Regions from separate parts of the Mus musculus genome. Here region 1 is linked to region 2. Evidence: chromatin contacts called from public promoter capture Hi-C data. All regions are on one chromosome and are shown on one strand. The core of a region is the stretch at or near the end of the contact, and the rest is flanking DNA. Distances in the headings are between cores, read along the strand shown.

Region 1 (5,860 bases), core at 38-2,537, 340 kb before region 2:
AAATAAATAAATAAAATGTGTAGGTTCTTTTTGTAATGCTCAAAAATTCTAATTTCTGTGCCACTTACTATCCAGAAGTTTATACTATGATTTCCTTATGCTTAAAAATATCTCATGATCAACTATCATTTTTATTAACATATATGTGTTATATATATATGTTAATATTAATATAAATATGAAATATTACCTGTGGGTATATAAATTTAACAGTAACTCTTCCTTTATATGTGTGACCATAAATTTGTAAGTGTTAAATGTTTTCTTATGATTGGATTATTTTCAGAAGTCCTAGTACATAACTTACTAAAAAATATATTCATGATTCATACATTTATATTGAGAATTGTGTGCTCTCTTCTTCCACCGTGGTGCTCTCACCTTTAGCTGGATATTCCCCATTAAACAAGTAACATTTGTCTTATGTGTAAATAGAAGCCCTAAGAAAAAGTTCCCAATAACTATGTCTTTGTCACTGTTTCTTGTACATCTTCTTGTATGACCTGCTCTGTCTGTCTATCTGTCTCTCTACATTCCTTGGTTCGTTTCTTTGGAGCACAGATTTCATCGCTAGCTGATTTGCACAATAGTTTTTTTGGTTTTGGGGTTGTTGTTGTTGTTGGGGGTTTTTTTGTTTTGTTTTGTTTTGTTTTGTTTTGTTTTTTCCTGTAACAAAAGTCGTTTACATTTTCAGCATCAACATCAACCTTTGAAATCATTCCTAGAGATTTTGAAAAGAAAAAAATCTTTGTTTTATCAAACGCCCTGAGGAATGTAAAGGAAAAAGCAAGGGCAAAGTCTCAGCAGAGCCACAGGAGGTCCTGAAGACAAGAGTACCTACAAAGGTTCTGTGTGTCACCGGGGAGTTTGGATATTCCGAAATCCAGAGAGCTAAAGAGAAATGATTAAAACTGAGATGAGGAGGAATAATGAGTGAGGAGGATTTGTACAAATCTCGGCGCTCTAAGGAACCTAGGAGATGAGAAAGAAGGTCACGGTTTTGTAAGAAAGAAACGAGTAAACAGAAGCCTTAAATTCAAGTTTCTGGCGTTCGGTGGACTCACGGTTTCTGTGGTGCTGAGGCATTTGTGGGCAGCAGCAGCAACAGCAGCAGCAGCAGCGGTGGCGGCAGCGGCAGCAGGGCCAGGCTTGGGAGCCAGCGCTTCCCCATGCTGCAGAGAGGACTGGAGACCTGGCTGCCTTGCACCCTGCTCCCCGCCAGAGATCTGGTCCTGAACGTGCTGAGGAGCAGCTAGGCTTTATGCAAACAGCGGGTTCCACCCACACGAGTTCTCTGAACAAAGCTGAGGTTTTTTGAACATTCTCTGAAGGGGTCATTGATGGCCTAGTTACTGCCAAGGTTAATTCCTGACCCGTTAGCCGGAATTCCCAGAAGGATTAAGCACTTTCCTGTTACTGCTCACTTTTTCTCCGTTGTACAATAAAGTTGATAATCGCCTTCTCCTCCCCCACAGCCACTTATTGATGCTCTGGGCTCCTGTCTGGAGAGTTGGCAAGCAGGCTGCAGCTTAAGCAGTACTGGAGAGGTTTGAATAATTCAAGTGTGCCAGCAAGTTCTGAGCCACAGAAGGTCTGTCTGTCTTTCACGCAAAGCCCATGTTTAGCTCCCTTCCATGAAAGGAATTTTGAACCAAACTAGGAAGTAGGTATTGACTTTAGAGGTATTGTTATACATTAGATTGACTGAAAATGAAGTATCAGGGCCAGGAGAAATGACTGTTTTGTAAGTTTCCTAATGCTTACCTATAATCCAGGTGCTGGAGAACAGGAGATAGGAGGGTCCTGGGCTTGCTGTCTACCCTAAACAGTGAATTTCTAAATCCCAGGATATCACCGCATGGGCCTTAACCTTCACATACACTCATTCCAGTTTAAGGTGAAAAGTAACCAGTATCAGAAACCCCACTTTACTGTGCCTAACAAAGATCCCAGCTGCCTTTGCCATCCACTCAACAAATGCTTTTGTGCAACACTCCCCTCTCTAGTCTCTGGAATTGTCCTGGAGGCAATTTCATTGATTCATGCATCCATCTACTTGTTCTTGCAGCTTCTTGGTTATTTATAACCATTTATTGATCCTCCTTGGCTAGAACCTAGCGATAGAATGTCAGATAAGTAGAAGTAAGAATCCGTAAAAGTTCTATGACGTAGGGCAGGTGATAGGACGGCTTTTAAAAGCGAGTACAGTAACCAACCATTATCATTAGAGAAGTTGAAGTCTCCTCGAAGGCAGGTGCGAGGGACACATAGCCTGTTATGGGCTCCTGGAAACAACTCGGAAGGAAGCAGAAATCTAAAGTAAGCTGTGAGTTCTGAGTGGTGGTTAGACAGAGAAGGAGATGAGCAAGGGGCATTCTAATCCTTAAAATGACACACATATTCAGTAGTAATGAAGCTCTTAAGGAAATGAGATTTCTTTGTCCTGAAGGAAAAGCTTAACTATTTAGGAGGGTGGTCAAGGGAGTTGGCTTTAAATCAGAGAAGATCTTTGGCAAAATACTTAAGCTCACATCTGATCCTTGAAGAGATCAATCTTACTGAAATATAGAGAGGTGACAAAGGAAATAATCCAGAAGACGGGAGAATGGGTGGGTGACAAGCGGGTGATACCCGGACATTCACCGTGGACGTGGAAGGGGGCTACAGAGTGGCAGCGTCTTTGAGAGAGAAGATTATAGGGAATAAAAACGTGTTTGTTTTAATTTCCCAGCTGGTCAGTAACTGAGTAAGACGAGAAACAGACAGGCAGGAGCAGAGGCAAGGACAGAGGGCTGGGCCGAGAGAACGCACAGTTTTAGACCGTGCTTGTGACCTATCCATGTACGCTGTTCCTGGTAAGTGTGTTCTAGGAGTGAAGTCTGCACCCTGACTTTGTGTGTCACTGCTCCTGTGAATCATGGCCACATTCAGCTATCGATGTCCTGGGTCGTAACTCAAAATTGGGATTATGTTGTTTCTTTGTGGACAGAATCTTGAAAACAGGCAGGATTTCTTGTAGGTTAAAGTTAAGTTGCCTGAATATGTGAAGTGCTTAGATTCACCTGCTTGCACAGGCTGTAGGAAAGAATAGTGGTACTCAGAAGATGCTACCACAAGATGCTGAGGGAAAAAAAAACAAACACTCAGGGCAAGGGCATGAGGAACATCTGTTAAGTGATAGGAAGAGGCAGTCAGATAGAGCAAAAGTTAGGATGGAGGGAGCTCAGGGGTCTCTGAGTCCCAAGAAAAGGATCATTCCAACAAGAAATTCATGTTACTAGATCAGTGTGATTGTGAACTCACACCAAGACATCAGTAACAATAGCATTAAAAATGAAAAAAAAAAAACAAAGGACTTACTTTATAACATCTTCGTTCAAACTGTAGCAGCATTTTTAGTTATTTTTTACATGCTAAAAGCAAGCACTTTCCAGGGACGATTTCTTAAACAGGATGGATAAAGGTTAGTAAAATTTACTTGATCCCTCATCATAAATTGTGAAGATTAACAGTGAAGGCCATCACTGCCAAACGTCTGGCTGTTTGTGTCCAATGCCACTGTGAAATTAAATTATAGAATGGCAACTATTCGTCTAGAATAGGGATCTGAGCACTGAGTGGAACAAAAGCTTCATCCCGGCACAAGGGAACATGAACAACTTGAGACAATTTTGTAGTTGATCTGAAAAGGAGAAAATGGGAGTGTATATCTGCCAAAGATGCAGAATAAAAGGAAGTTTTCTAAAGAGCAAGAGAGTCTAGAACACGTGTAAATAAAATATTCAGCCTATAAACACTGAGTGGGAGCAGCCAATGAAAGGGGAAGGAGCAGCCAATGTAAGGGGAGGAGCAGCTAATGTAAGGGGAAGGAGCAGCCAATGTAAGGGGAAGGAGCAGCCAATGTAAGGGGAGGAGCAGCCAATGTAAGGGGAGGAGCAGCCAATGTAAGGGGAGGAGCAGCCAATGTAAGGGGGGAGAAACACCCACTATAAGGGGGAAGGAGCAGCCAATGTAAGAGGTCAGGAGCAGCCAATGTAAAGGGGCAGGCAATGTAAGAGGAAATGCTGACCTGCCATGATGTCAACAGTGAGTTGTCAACTTGGCAGAATCTAGACTAACCTAGGAGATGGGGCCTCTGGACATCGCTGTGGGTGTCTTGGCTACCATAGCTGTGGTTCTGATGTTGGAAGGCCCACCTGTCTCAAGCGGCACCATTCCTTACACAGTGTGAAAATGCAGGAAGTAACCTGAACACTGGCCTGCATGCTTAGTTCACACTCACAGTCTGTTGCAACTGTGGGTGTGATATGTCCATGTGCTTCACGGTCCTGTGGCTTTGACTTTCCCAACATGATGTACCCTAAACCTCGAACCTCGACATTGCTCTCAGAAGGATGTTATCACAGCCACAGATAAGAATTTAAACTGTGTGTGTGGGGGTGGGGGGGGGAATCACTTCAGAGAGAGACTCTGAGGACATTGTGAGCAGATGTGTTAAGATGTGTATCTCAATGGGGCATTATTCAGTTGCATCCTGTCATATGCAATGAGTGACAAAACTGCAGAATACTGTGTTAAGTGAAACAAGCCAGACACAGAAAGGCAACTACTTCAGCTTTTGTTTCATGGGAGGAAAGTAATACAAGTCAGTTGGAAGTATAAACATGATTAGTTGAGCTTGGGAAACTGGAAAAGAAAAAAGGAAAGTTGGAATTGATCTGCACACACTGTGCATGAGTGGAAATGATGATGATGATGATGGTGGTGGTGGTGGTGGTGGTGGTGGTGGTGATGTGTATAAAGCAACTTATTAATGTCCCCTGGTGGAGGGACATTCTCTACTCACATATCCCATTCCCCACATATTCATAAGGAAGAAAAGTTTTTCAAAACCTATTTCACTTGGGATGGGGGAATTTGAGAAGAAACAGTGGATAAATGGGCATGGCAGTCCATTGCTGGGTCACCAGAGCCTCAGTTCTGACTGAGCCATGTGGTCCTGGCCAGCCAAGTTATCTGCTCCGGGCCTCAGCTGTCCTGACAGAAGTCTGAAGTCTGACATCTGTGCTATCAGCTTCACAGGGTTGACATGGACCAGGTGCCGCAGCAGTGACCTTTAACCTTCAAGCCTTATCACAATAAAGAAAATTAATCTTCATATTTAACATCAATGGTTGAAAAGAGACTATTTGTATCCCCTGTGGGTTTTGCCAAAGGAACCGTGTCCAAAACTACTTCCAGGAAAACAAAATGAGTTTCCTTACCTGAATAGAGCATCCCTCACAGGAAAGGGAACACATGATGTGGATGGGTTTTGTACGGCTTTGAAGAACTTAGCAAGTGTTTACAGTTAAAGCAAGCCTCACAGGGTGATGGTAATGCATCAGGAAAAGTTAGCGAGCCGGGCATGGTGGTGCTCGCCTTTAATCCCAGCACTCGGGAGGCAGAGGCAGGCAGATCTCTGAGTTCGAGGCCAACCTGGTCTACAAAGTGAGTTCCAGGACAGCCAGAGCTATACAGACAGTGTGTGCAGGTGCAGAAGACAGAAGAGGCACATGGCAATGACAATATAGCGGGGATATTTGCAAATTGAGAGAAAAAAAGATTAGGAGACAGATAAGCAGGCCCTAATCAAAATTAGTAAGAAGAAAACACTTCCCCCTCACATTGCAAAAGTACTTACAGGAAATAGAAAGTTCTGTGATTGTCCTTGGTATGTACTAGCTCACGTTGCCTAAGCCAAGAGAACATGAGAAACACATCTTCTGTCCCTCGTAATGGTGAGGACAGTTCAGCTGTTTACACATTAACCACCTTCAAAATGAGAAAGGTAAGTTGTTGACATAGGCACGCTCACCAA
Region 2 (6,257 bases), core at 2,186-4,685:
CAGGATACAGCCTCATTACAAAAACAGACCCATGACCTCCAATCCCTGGAAGCTTTATCCATCAACAGAACAGAATGGTTTCCTAACCCACGGGTCAACTCTAAGCCCTTTAGTACCTGGGGATTCTGTCCAAGGCTTCCCACAGGGGTGTGGAAATTCCCTAAATATGGATTCATTCAATTACCCCAGAAGACTGGGAAGGCAAATAAGACACACACACACACACACACACACACAAGACAGAGACAGAAAGACAGAGGCGGGGGGGGGGGGGGGGTAGGGGAGTTAAAGGAAAGCCATGAAGGTCAAAGATTATGATTCTAGTGAGAGTTGGGAAACAAATGGTATTGGGAATGTCATGGTACCAGCTGAGTGGTGGGGGGTGACACAAGGCCAAAGCTGAAGAATCCCAAGATCCCAGAAGAGTTTGGTAGCAGCAGCAGCAGCAGCCCTGCAACTCCTATTTATTAAGCACTTTATGGGTAGTATTGCCAATCCTTACAAGAACCTTGAAAAACAGGTATTGCTATCTTGATTTACAGGAACAGCCATTGAGACTCTGGGGGCTTCAGGAACTTGACCAAGATCACACAGAGTTAAGAACAGAGGCAGAATCCGCGGCCTGATCCATCTGGATCTGAACCCGTACTCGAGATTCTATGAGAGAAAGCCCTAGGGCACCCACACGGGTTATCTAAATCTCCGTCTCCTGCAAAGTGTCCTCAGTGACCCATCAGGGCCCTTCCCAGAGGGACAGAGAGTAGAGCAGACAGAAGAACTCTCCTTCCTGGGGAGACTGGGTAGCACTATGGCTCTCACCTCCCCCGTTCTTGTAGCAGAGATAGGGAAACCTCCAGACGTTGCCTAAGCCAATGATCTCCCCAGCCACAGACAGCACAAACTCCATCTTGTTGTTCCAGTGCTCCCGTTCCAGGGTACCATCTTCCTCCACTTTCTCCATGGCTGGACACACTGGCTTTGTCTCTCCATTACTGGTTGTTCCCGAGGCCCTGTTCTCCATCCCACCTGGAAAACAAGTGCAGTGCTCTGTCACTGGTGGGAAGCCCACAGGGAACAACCTCCTCCCTTCAGAAAATTCCCTGGAAAAGGGTGACCTCCTTCCCTATCCTCTGAACCATTCCTCCTTAGCGCCCCCCACTGGCAGAGCTGGGGAGGAGCTCCTAGGATTGCCTGTTCCCTTCACACTTAAAAGAAAGCATTGGCACAGAAGGGGACGCATGCTCCCCTGACGCATGCTCTCTGGATTCACATAGTATGCAGGTGTCTGCACCTCCCACTTGCTTCTCACAACTGTGGCATATTAAAAAGCAGTGCAATCCTGTAATAGGCTGGGACTACCCAGAGGATGGCAGTTGACATATTCTCAAGACCATGGATGTCCCTTGCAGGAACTACACTAACTGTGGTCGTGGGGAAAGAGCTGATATTAAAAATGTTGATTGCAACAAAAAAAAAATTGGAAAGTATATGCTAAAAATGGAAGGTGAGGGACTAAGTTATGGTAGATGTATTATGAGCTTCTATCCAACCATTAAAATTGTTACAGGAAGATGTATATTGAAACCAAAGGGTGTTCGTGCTATAGGAAGTGAGATTAGTATGAACAGAATAATCAGGCTTGACAGACACTTTACAGAATAGCTACACGCATTGAAAGATTGGGACATACACCAAGATGTTTCTTTCCTAGTGACTGCATCATAGGGATGTTTTCCTTATCTATATCTTCACCGTTTTGTTCAAAGAAATGTCTTCTGAGGGGTGTTGGATGGAACCCGGAACTGGACTGGGAGAGCTGAGCTGTCCAGGAACTCATTCTTCTCCCTCCATTTCCTAGTGAATCGGCATACATGGAAAAAACGTCTCCCCCTCTCCCTCCCTAGCCTCCTCTCCTCTCCCTTCCCCCTCTCTCCCACCTCCGCCCTTCTTCCCTCCCTCCCCTGCTCCCTTCCTCTCTTTGTCACTAGTGGTATCAAAATCTGTTACAACCAAGATGATGGCGTGAAAAGGAAGCCCTACCTTAGAAACACCCTATCCTAGACTGAGACTGAGACTGAGAATAAATTCGGATGTGTTTTAAACTTAATGAGCAGCTACCCTGGACTAAGCATTGCACACATGGTCATTTAATTCCTACACCAACCCTGTCATTGTTGAGAAAATGATGGTACATAAAATACCTGCAGCCGCTGCTCTGTTAAGTCAAGTCACTGTTGCCACCTAGGTAGTCAATCGTATGGAGACTTGAAGTCACTCTGCACTTACTGCTCTTTTGGTTCTACCAATGAGCTCTTGTTCGCTGCCTTGGTTTATCAACACACTTAATGTTAGTGACTCCTTCCTCGCTTTGTGCAATGGCTCCTCTTGTTTAGGTCTTTGTTTTAGTTTTTGTGTTTGTTTGTTTGTTTGTTTGTTTGTTTGTTTTGAGACAAGGTCTAATGGCCCAGCTTCTCCAAGGACTTGATCTATAACATAAACTTAAGGTGATTCCTGGGTGCTCAGACTGTGTAACTCAGGCCCTGTGGTTGATTTAGAGTGGCCTCTTTGTAGAGAACTAAGCAGGTGGGCTTTCTCCGAACCCCCAAACAAGTTCAGAGTATGGAACCTTCTCACCAGAAACCTCTCCAAGCCAGAGACTTCCCTTAGGTTCTATCTGCAACCCTAGGGACCAGAAAAGTCAGCCCAAAGGGCCAGGAATAGAAGACATCTCTGATTATTTGACAAGCTGGGGAGTGGGATCCAAATTCGCTGTGGACAAGAAGGTGAAAGTCAAGGTGTTGTTTCTCACCTGACTGACCTGATCTTCTCGGCCTCATGCTGATCCTGGCCTCGCTTCCTAACCATCACAGGGATGCCTTCCTGTGAGGCAAAGCCATCCCACTTGGCCTCATCCCCCTTCCAGCAACCAAGCAGTAACCTTCTGCCTCTTAGCCCCGTGCTTCTCAGGAGCAGTGGAGAAAGCACGGGTTCAGGCATGCCGGGTTCAGACCACAGCCGTCCCTAGCACCCTGCCTGACCCCTGAGGTTAATGAGTAACGCAGCCTTAGTTTGCTGGTCTGTGACAGTGGGAACATTGGCGTAGACTCAGCTGTGAGGCTTGAGTGGAGAGATGAATTCTATATTCACCCTGAAACTCAATCATTCTCCTCTCCAACTAGAATTCTCGACCCCTCCTCTGTCACCCTTAAGTCATGAGCCACCCCTTTCAGAATGTCAAGAGAATAGCAGAAAATGCTTGCACCTGCACACCCAGGAGCGAACCAAGAACACCATCCAGAGGACATCATGGTTGTAAATCCATGGATCCCACCAACCTACATTCTGAGGCCCAGAAACAGGAAAAAGAGAGAAAGAGCAGAGAATATTCCGAACCTTGGTGAAGTTTCTGCCTGAGGTCTTGTCGGAGAATTCTCCAGGGGGCCAGGGAAGGGGCTGGCTATTTAAAGCGTGGCTGGAGACCGCCCTGTGGTGCATGTAATCCTAAACTTGACCCGGCCCACATTCCGCCTCCTGCCTTCCCCCTCCCACGTTCTCCCCTCCCCCTCGGCCACCAGACAATCCGCACATGAGTGATTCCCTGGCCTGGGGACTCTGTCCGCCCTGGCAGTTCAGCCGGTTGCTTGTGATTCTACTACAGCATGTGTCTTGCCACAGCTTGTCTGCCCTTCCCCCTGACTCTGGGATCTCCATAAAGAGATCAGCCAGTTGCCCTGTCTTCCCACAACTCAAGGACTCCTGGGAAGCAGTCAGTAGTAGGTGCTTATTTGGTGAGGTGCTATTAGGATTAATTTAAAAGTATACCAACCTTATCGGGTTCCAAATGGCATTCTAGAAGGGACAATGATTTAGGAAAACAACAATAACCACACATTAGATTACTGAACTGTGAGAAGTCAGTAAAATATCCAACATGCACACAGACACACGCACGTATGTGCACACACAATGTTGAAACGTCTGGAAAAGGTTTCTGAGTTAATAGTGGTTGCACTCAGAACAGAGCTGGGTTAGGAAACGGTAGTTAAGGAGATTTTTCTCTTCCTTTTGAAGCTCCAGTATTGTTTGAATTCTTTGACAATGTTCGAGAACTTTTTTTTTAGCTGCAATCAATGAAATGCCAAGGTTTAAAGCAAAGTCATCAGGGAAGATTTGGCAATGGGAGGCAGACAGCTAGTCACAGGACTTTCTTTCCAGGCAGGGATGACCCTCGGAGGTGGCCGGCTGTTCCTTCAGCTGTGAGTCCCAAGACTAGAGCGCAGTCTTGGGTTCACCACCTGCTGCGAGGCAGTGCAGGGGGACACTGTGTAAGCTTTGGTGCCAGGCAGCACAGGGGCCAAGCACCACATCTGTCACTCGGGAGCTTGGAGTTTTGAGCAGAGCACACAGCTTCTGGAAACTCTCATTCTTGCAGCTATAAGATGAAGACAGTGTTGCGCACCTTGGAAAGTTGCAGGAGATTTCAGGAGAGAGTGGATCTGATAATGTAGCCAGTTCATGAATAGCTACTGATGCTGTTTAAGAATTATTCAGAATGAGCTTCTTGGAGACTTTTTTTTTAATAAAAAAGATTGTATCTTCTACTTTTATTTATGTGTATACGTCTGTGTATGTGTATATCTATGTGGGTGCCCTTGGAGGGCAGGAGAGGGTGTCAGATCCCCTGAGGCTGGACTTCCAAGCAGATGTGGGCCCACGTAGTGAGAGTGCTAGGACTCGAACCCAGGTCCTCTGGAAGGGCAACTAGAGTTCTTAACCACTGAGCCACCTCTCCAGCCTCTGGAAATTATTCTTGTGTTTCGGAAGCCTCTTTTCTTCTTCCTTCCTAACATCCATCTGTCTCATCTTATGGTGTGAAGAAAAAAGATTAAAGGATTCTCAAAGAGAGGCTGCAAATTTGTACTAAAAGCCTAAAGCAATGTGATTGACTCCCTAGCCTTATGCCAAGTGGTACGCACTAGCAGCCTACTAACTGATCTACTAAGTACAAATGGTGACATTTGTACTCTCTAATTACCAGGTAGCTGGAGACCCAAATCGGTGCCCTAAGAAGTCTGGGTACCACATAGCCTTCAGCAGTGCTGCCTGGGTCTCTGAGACCTCACACATGCAATAATGTGATGTTTTTCTCTGTGGGAAACACTCCCGGAGATCAGAGCATCCTTAGTGTCATCCTCTGTTGCTCTGGAGTTGCTCTGACATGAGGGAATGTTGATTCTTCAGTTTTTACATAACGGCTGCTACACTGCCTCTTTGATTGCTCTTTTATATCTTTCCAAACACTTGTGATCCCCGGGCCCTTTCATTTCTAGGCTGTCCTGGTTGATATTTTTCCCTGCTCAGTCAAGTGATGAAGAGGTAGTTTGGGAACCATTGGTACAACTGTCAGTGACAGTCTTCAGACTGCCTGTTCTGGAGGGTCGTATCAATCACACGGGACAACCGTTGCTTTCCCAACCCTTGGGTCAGGCACTGTCAGAACGAGTGTTTACAAGTTCTCACTCAGCAGGAGGATTAGAGGAGTCTCTAGGGACTGCTAGCAAGAATAACTGAACATTAAGCAGAATCGGATGAAGCAAAATGAGCTCATGAGAAAGTGTGGGGAGTGGCTGACACCAAGTCAACTCTGGGTATCTTTAAATGTCAGTGTGTCATGACACGTTCTCCCAAAGTCAACTCTGGGTATCTTTAAATGTCAGTGTGTCGTGACACGTTCTCCCAGGTATTTTCTGTCTCCACTAGGAACAGAACAGGGACAGGAGAATCCTCAGAGAAGCATGACCTGTTTCCACCTCTGAGTGACAGCGATTCGGCAGAGGGAGCCTCACAAATGAGCAACCTGAGCCCGTCTCAAATAGGACACCAATGGCAAGAAAGGAGCAAGAAAGTTTCCTCGAGCAATACCTGATGACAGCTCTCTGGGATGGTGACAATCTGAGAAGTAAAAGAAATACTGGCAACGGTAGACTGTGACCACAGAGTAAAATTCACTCGTGTCTGTGGTAATATAAATAATAAATAAGCAGCTGAATGGGGGACAAAAATGCACCTTTTCCCTAAGACAGAATTCCAGTTAGCAAATGTAGAAGGAAAGACAGAAATAGGAACCCACCATTGGACAGACAACTTTAGTAACCACAACACCAGTTAGATCTGTGAATACAAGTTGGAGGAAGACCAGAATTTTCATAGTTTCTAAGTGTCTTCCCCACAGATATTTATACACTACAAAGGGAAAG

What was found. Promoter capture Hi-C pulls out the DNA fragments that hold promoters and counts their contacts.
Region 1: a promoter capture Hi-C map of hippocampal neurons shows a contact between it and region 2, with 2.3 times the contacts expected there. The contact joins the promoter of A2m here to the promoter of Slc6a13 in region 2. A contact is called at or near these places in 4 of 39 promoter capture datasets (embryonic stem cells, hippocampal neurons, maxillary cranial neural crest and 1 more).

The regions. Positions count from the first base shown.
Region 1 is chr6:121,631,600-121,637,459 of GRCm38.p6, reverse strand. A2m (alpha-2-macroglobulin) reads right to left here and starts at 1,287. Exons shown (of 36, transcript NM_175628.3): 1 at 1,065-1,287. The coding sequence starts at 1,171.
Region 2 is chr6:121,297,466-121,303,722 of GRCm38.p6, reverse strand. It overlaps Slc6a13 (solute carrier family 6 (neurotransmitter transporter, GABA), member 13), which reads right to left and starts at 3,435. Exons shown (of 15, transcript NM_144512.3): 1 at 3,394-3,435; 2 at 820-1,026. The coding sequence starts at 1,021.